Linked DNA regions of Mus musculus: region 2 is linked to region 1. Evidence: chromatin contacts called from public HiChIP or PLAC-seq data. All regions are on one chromosome and are shown on one strand. The core of a region is the stretch at or near the end of the contact, and the rest is flanking DNA. Distances in the headings are between cores, read along the strand shown.

Region 1 (3,696 bases), core at 510-3,009:
ATGAGGAAATTAGTTTGCTACTACCCTGGTGGTCATCCAGAGGTAGGAGCATCCTTGGGGCAGAAGTATACAGCAGTACCAACAGGCTGCACCTGAGTCCTAGGCACCGGGATCTGTTAGCACCATGATGCATTTGGCTAGTGCAGGTGAAAGCTAAGGACGGTGTGGTAAGGCTCTTCGGCTCCTCTTTTGCCTTTGCCCCAGAATGCACTTGGCATCACAAATACCAGGCCTTCTTTGTGCCTGCTGTTCCTCAGTCCCAGAGGATCCTTGGTGCTAGGAAGCAGGGGGTGGACAAGAAGATCAGGGACAGGAAGACCCTGCGTTTGATTAACACCAACACCCTCCACTATGATTGCCAGCCCACTACTCTGCCGTTCAGCTCTCCTGTGAATCTTGGGCTGGTCTGCAGGAGGCATGCTGGGCATGTGGACTGTGGGGGCCGAACGTCATAGAACCGACCATTTTGCTACGTTGTCATGTCACAAGTCTCTGCCTGATACCGGTTAAGATTTTTTTTCTCAAAGGATCTGAGAACAACTTGACTAGATTTGTTTTTTGTCTGGACTCAACAAGATTTGCCTGACCTTAGAGTGTCATTCATTCCGAGCTGGGGACTTCAAGTACCCTCAGTTGCATCTGGTGTCCCAGCTGTCTCTCCCTGGGCTCTGCTTAGGAGGTGTGTGTGTGTGTGTGTGTGTGTGTGTGTGTGTGTGAGTGTGTGTGTGTGTATGTGTTTAGGAGCAGGAGGCCCTTCCTCCTTGGCCTGCACAGTCCTGGCAGATTCCCTGAGGGGCAGCTGCCCTGGTTAATACCCATGGCTGCCCTAGCCAAGTTCAGTTAGAGGGAGAGGGGGTTGGCCTCTAGAGATGTGGTCCTGAGGTCTCAAAGTCCTATGAGCCTTGGTCCCTGGCAGAAGAGGTAAATCTGTGACTCTCCAGACACATTTTGAGTGAATTGGTTTCAGCTTTCATGAAATGCTAATGTTGATATTGTTTACGCCCCGTTGTATTGTTTTTCACTTTAAAATTACAGCTTTAGTGCATTAAGCTAATTTCATAATACTGTATTAACTTAATATTCCATAAATCACACATGTCGGATCGCATTGTAATGGATACACAAGAAACTGAATTTACTACTCTGGCCCTCCAAACACATGGATTCATAATTTGCCCCGGCGAGGCCTGGGCCTCCATATAGGGTTAAGGAATTACACATTCCGATGCCAGCCAGGCACAGATCATGCGGAGTGCGCAGGCTCTGCAATTGTTCTCCATACAAATTGAAACAATATATTTCCAGCTATTTCCTAGTTGTAATTACTAGCAAAAATCGTAATACCGTGAACATATTTTAAACACCTGCACTTTTGGTCCAATTCTTTTTTTTTCTTTTCTTTTTTTTCTTTCTTTCTTTCTTTTTTTTTTTTAAATAAAGCTGTTTCCATTTGAATAAAGTTGTGAAAGCTCGCCCCACCAATGGTAGCAATCACTCAGTATGGCTTTCCTGGGAAAGATGATAACTTTTGATTTGGAGGGAAGAGGTAAAGACAGAAACGGGTGGGTAGAACTCATCTTGCATGGGCCCCTCTCTCTCCTCTCCCTCACCCCTCACCCCTTCCTTGGCAAAAGAGATTTCATTGCAGCCGCTTAACTGGGTTGGGTTTATTCCCTGGCTCCCTTGCAAGGGTGCATGCTTCCATGCTGTAGCCAGCATTTGCGGGACCTGGGAACAAAGGGGCGCTCTCCATGGGGGAGATGGTGGTGTGCTGGGGCAATTGAGAAGCCTCTGTAGGTTTTTAAGCACACACTGTCTAATCGGGCTCTGACAAGTCCATTGTAAATCAAAGGTCTGGTAAGTGGGCATGCCAGAAATGTTTGATCTCCTTCCAAGCCTTGAAACAACTTGCTTACTTTTTTTTCTGCAGTTTGGCTCCTCACTAAAATAAAACATTGTGAGATGAATGTTCTGACGGGTCATTGTGTGTCAAGCTGTCACTCTGTAATGGTTACATATTTCAGCTGGATTGAGGTGGTGCCGGCTGGGGAGGTCTGGGAGAACCGGGAGAGGGAGAGAGGGAGGGTGAGGACGGAGACAAAGAGTATCAGGATTTCTGCTCTCTCCTTGTGGCTGATCTTCATTTAAACCAAACACTTGTCATGTTCAGAGGAAGTTTTATAAATTTTTAATGATATTGGGTACAACTGGTGCTTTGAAATTTGCTGTACTTTAATTTTTTCTTCGTTAGCAAAGGTTCACTAATGCATTGAAGTGCTAACAGCGTATCCTAAGGATGCCACAATAATTGTGCTGTTAATAATATCCTGGCACTAGTAATGTTCTCCTGGTAATCAAGGCATGAGATTTTTTTTTAATATATTCAGTTATTACACTGCATCTCGTACAAATCATGTCAATTACAATTGCCAGCCTGTGACAGTTAAAATAATTGTATACGTTTTCTAGAATTTTCCATTGGCTTGGCTAATCAAGCTAAAAAAAAAAATCAACACATTATTTGCATTAATTTTGTTTCTCGTCTATTTCCACTCCTAAATCATTTGTCCATCGACTTCAAAAGGCAGAACAGTAAGTATTTTAATAATAAATATACAAACACATTCACACCAACCTAATTTAAGAATACTCTTCTATAAGAGGAGTGAGATGCAGTTATCTGGCAGGAATGTTTTGTGTGACTGGGTTTAGGACATTAACTAGAGTGCTTGCCTGCTGGTATCGTGTTGCACTGTATACACTTGGGATAAGCTGACGCTGGGTGTGTACAGAAATCTTGTGAGGAAATTCATTTTAGTGTTTTCTGGGTTTGCATTCAGCTTTTAGTTCTGTCTAGGTCAGAAAATTTTTATAATTTTTGATCTCTTTTTTATTTATTTATTTATTTTTTTGAGCTCAGTGTTCCTCTGCACCAGGAAATGATGTATGTAATACTTCGAAGAAAGGCTCTGCAAACGTGCAATTCGAACGCTAGTCTCCCACCTCTGTGATGGCTGCCTCCTGACCGATGCCAAAGCTTTCTTTATTTGCGGCTAAAATAGCTAAATGCTCCAGAAAGTCCTGAGCACGTAAAACTGGCTGCTCACGGGATCCCCAGGCGGCATCTCAGCAAATTTCCCCAAAGCCCGGATTCTCTCTCCTTCACCCAACTTCCCTGCTTGTCACAGCCGAGAACAGGCAGGAGTTTGGGTTGTTACAGAGACCAGGATGGCATGGATGAGGACCCTGGGGGTCCCCTGGAGAAGGCCAGGCCATCCTAGAAGGCTCTTCTGGGATCTAGTAGTGCCCAGCTGCCCCTGTTCGTGGGGAGGGTGGGTTGGGATGCCTCAGAGGCAGACCTGAAGGGAGGGTCAACTTGGCCTGGCTTAGCTGTGGACCAAAAGGATTTCAAAGCAAGCAGAGCCATTGCAAGGGTTCAAGGAACCCCAAAACAAGGAGCAAGAGTGTCTATAAAACTCATACTCACACAGGACTCAGAAATGGCAGGTGGGTAGAACAGGATTATTTGAGGAATTTTCAGGCAGCTTAATGGCATCATAAAGAAAGAAACTTCTTGCTTGCCAAAGCTGTCCTTATTCCCCACCCCCCCAACATCCTACACCCTTTCTAAGTCAGCCTATGGTATGAAGGTTTTGGCATAAAGATGGGTGTCCACAGGTAAAAGGGGGTCAGGGC
Region 2 (3,822 bases), core at 740-3,239, 370 kb after region 1:
TTGGGAGAATGTGTGGATAGGTGGTTGGGTAGTAAATCAAGGTGAATAAATGAACAAGTGGCAAGATAGGTGAATGGATAAGTTAATGGATGGATGGGTAGACAGATGGATGGATGGGTAGACGGATGGATGGATGGGTAGACAGATGGATGGATGGATAGGTAGATGAAGGTATGTGGTTGTGTTGGTGAATGAATGGATGGATGAGGGGATGGACTTACCCTGTATGCATGCATGCAAGGATGAATGGGCGAGTAGACAAGTGGGTTGATGGGTAAGTGAAGAAGGAGTGGATAGGTGGATGGATGGATGGGCCCGTGAGTGGATATGGATAGGGGGCTGTCTGAATGGGGTAGGTAGGTGGGTGGTAGATGGAGGGTGAGTGGATCAGTAGATGGATGGGCAGGTGGTTAGACGGATGGCGAGAGCTACTCCTGATAGTCTCACTCTCAGTTACAGCATGTCTATAACAGCTCAGAGAACATGCTGGCAGAACCCAAGAGACTGTGCCCCCGACATGAAGCTATCATTCACTCTCTCGGACCCAAATGAGCTAGGCCACATCTCAGTCCAGAAAGATTCTGTGTGAGAAAGAAATCATTCTCCACATAGACTCTGCACAGCTCAGGTGCGCAGAGATTTGCTTCTCTCACCAGAGTGTGACACCGAAGCCCACTCTGGAAGCCCCCTTACTGCTGTACTTTCCTGTGCTTACTCCCTTCTGCGGGCATCATGCCAAGCATGAGACCTACCAATGGCACATCTGCATGGCTGCGCTAGAGGTAAAGTTCCAGAATCCACAACTGTCCTTGGTGGTCCCAGCTGTCATTGTGATGACATTCAAACAAAGGCTTGCACTCTTTCATGTGATCCATCAGTGGGCAAAGGATCAAGTTAGATGCCTTGGCTATGAGGATGCCCCAGAACCCAGGACTTCCTCATGCCTAGACTTCTCCCCTTATGCATCTCCCTATTCTCTGGCCCATCTCTCCCCTATATCACTTGCCCAGAAAAGCAAGACCTTTTTCATCGGACCCCGTTAGAATCCACAGTGCTCGCCTCCCTCCTTCTCTTCCCTGACACCTCCTCCACCTCATCTCAGCCAGCACTTGTGCAAATGACACTTGGAAATTCCACCTTCCCTGGCATGTCGGGATGAGGAAATGACTGGAAACCTGACAGTCTATCACTACCAGGGAGTGACAATTTAAAAAAAAAAATTCCAGTTATGAGTGTAAGTTTAAAAATGTAACTAAAAGCCTTCATCAAAGTTTAAAGAGCTTCTTGCGCTTTTAGCATTTGCTTATTTTGATTTATTGACAATGACACACCTAGGAACAGCCATCTCTCTGAAGCGGTGAAGTAATGGACTTTGGTGGGAGAGAGAGAAAAAGAGGGGGGTTGGAAAGGAGGACGGGGTGGGGGGGTGGAGATGGTACAGCTCGCAGGAGAGAGGCCTCTGATTACAGCCCACTAATTTGTTATGCACTCTGGTAAATCAGCAGTGAATCACATGACAAATAAGGAGAAAAAATTAACAGCTGTCATGTTGTGATGTGTTAATTTCCTGACAGTCTTTGCACTGAAGCCAATTACTGATTTAAGGGCAGAGAGAGAGAGCCCTGTTCAAGCTTCTAATTAGGGCTTCTTCAAGACTAAAAGGATAAAAGCAAAAATAAGAGAAAGAGAATGAGGCAGGTAGCTGGGCTCCGTGAAGCTCACATGCTTTTAAAGCCCCAGTTAAATAGCTTTAAGCTTAAGTGTGTTTAAGATAAGAATTTAGAAACATTTATTCGCTTTTATCCCTGACCCGATGGTTTAGGCTTTTGTGGAGTAATTGGGAGTCGAGCAGGCCCAGGGCTCTTGTTGCCCTCTTTCCAAGCGGTCCAGCCTCTCCGATGTAATCTGCTAATAATACCTTTGTTTAGTCATGTCAACAAGCATTCATCACTGAGGTAGACAAAGGGCGGCAAGCATCCCACCCGCCTCCTACACGGGCATCTGCAGACAGCACATGGCTGGTGTCTGAGCCTCTGCTGCACTGTGTGGCCATGTGTAGTACTGGACTTCAAGGATAAATCTGGGTGTGGAGGACTACTAGGGTTTCGGCGTGCAGATATGGAGGCTGCCATCACACAAACCCAAGGAAAAGATGGATTTGGTTGTGAGGTTTTTGGCTGCCCTTGTGACTTACCTGGTTCCACTTAACTTGCATGTCTTCTTCATGGGTTCCACTGGTTCAGGGCAAGAGCAGACTTTCTCTAGGGACCTGGAAGTCTGCCATGGGAAGAATTAGAGGGAGTTGGTTGCTAGGAGGCTCATCTAGGGCCATTCTAGGTGCATTGGGGTTTCCTCAGAGTGACATGTAGCAGACACTCCCCTGGGAGTCCAGAGAAAACTAGGACTCAAGAGACCATGTAACTTAACACTGGTCCGTTTGGAAGTTTGTCTCCCAAGAAGTTCCCCCCATCACCCTTCTCTCTTCCCCCTGCCACCTGTCCACCTCTTCCTTCCCCCTTCCCCCCAGCCCAAGGATTGTTGGGATTCACTGCTTGTATATGTTAAGAATAAGGAAAGAAGACGAGGGGAAGGGGAGGGGAGAAGGGATCAAGGAAAGAAGAATGGCTATTAGGAGAGAGAGAGACAAACTCGGGAGAAGGAGTAAAAGCAGAAGGGAGACAGAGCAAGGTCAATACAGAACAGCTATTCTAGCTAGACAGACACAGACCCTCGGTTGGCAGCCATAGGGTTTAAGACCACTGCCTTCACTTCTTGGCTTCTTGACTCACTTCCTTAGTGAGTGAGATTTCCAGACAGGATCTTCCCGTGATAATGAGCTGCCTTGTCAGGTTCACAGACTCCAATGAAAAGGGATGCTCACAGTCAGCTATTGGATGGATCACAGGGCCCCCAATGGAGGAGCTAGAGAAAGTATCCAAGGAGCTAAAGAGATCTACAACCCTGTAGGTGCAACAACATTATGAACTAACCAGTACCCCGGAGCTCTTGACTCTAGCTGCATATGTATCAAAAGATGGCCTAGTCGGCCATCACTGGAAAGAGAGGCCCATTGGACACGCAAACTTTATATGCCCCAGTACAGGGGAATGCCAGGACCAAAAAAATGGGAATGGGTGGGTAGGGAAGTAGGGGGGGGAGGGTATGGGGGACTTTTGGGATAGCATTCTAAATGTAGTTGAGGAAAATACTTAATAATAAACAATATATAAAAAAAAAGAAAGAAAGAAAAGGGAAACCTGAGTCTTTCTGTTACTCACCCTCAGTCCTGAGTGTCACTGTGCTTGACACGGGCTGAGCCAGGCTAGGCAACCAGAGGAGCTGAATAGATCTTGGAGCTAGATTTTGGGTCCATCCCCAAGCTTAGGAGAGGGCACTCTCAGGAGCTGGTCCCTAAAGGAGGCAAGCACCTTCATCAAGCTCAGAGCAGGTGGGTGGAACCAAAAGGCAGCTTATTAGAGAGCTGCCAGTCAATTCTGGCGTTCTCAAATATCCTCGGCTTCTTAGGGTCTGCATCTACTTCTTTTATTCAAAGGGCTATAGGCAGAAGAGGAGGGGAGCTGAAGCCTCTGACAAGAGTTTAGAAGCAGCCCACTCCTTCCCACCTTTGCAGGACTGACTCTGGAATTTAGAAACACAGCAGGTCCTCATTTATGGTGAGCCTTTCTTTCAACAGAGATTTATCACACATCTGAGAGTTAAATAGACCCCTAGCCTAGAAACCCCTTATCATAGCCCCTGGTGATGCAGCCCTACCCACGGACCTGCATAGCTCCTGCTGAGGTCACATCGACCCCCTGCCCT

The links. HiChIP or PLAC-seq counts read pairs in DNA pulled down with a chosen protein or histone mark.
Region 2: an H3K4me3 HiChIP or PLAC-seq map of embryonic basal ganglia shows a contact between it and region 1, with 4 times the contacts expected there. The contact joins two enhancer-like sites. A contact is called at or near these places in 2 of 115 datasets of contacts at active chromatin or transcription factors (astrocytes and embryonic basal ganglia).

The regions. Positions count from the first base shown.
Region 1 is chr7:36,132,027-36,135,722 of GRCm38.p6, forward strand. No RefSeq gene overlaps it. Among named protein-coding and RNA genes, the nearest start is that of Gm36340, 20 kb to the right of the region's middle. Within about 2 kb of position 1,760, at least 31 of the 459 cell types and tissues checked have an H3K27ac peak or open chromatin away from gene starts, as enhancers often do. A contact at or near this core is called in embryonic basal ganglia, where this site is marked.
Region 2 is chr7:36,502,727-36,506,548 of GRCm38.p6, forward strand. No RefSeq gene overlaps it. Among named protein-coding and RNA genes, the nearest start is that of Gm38992, 38 kb to the right of the region's middle. Within about 2 kb of position 1,990, at least 17 of the 459 cell types and tissues checked have an H3K27ac peak or open chromatin away from gene starts, as enhancers often do. A contact at or near this core is called in embryonic basal ganglia, where this site is marked.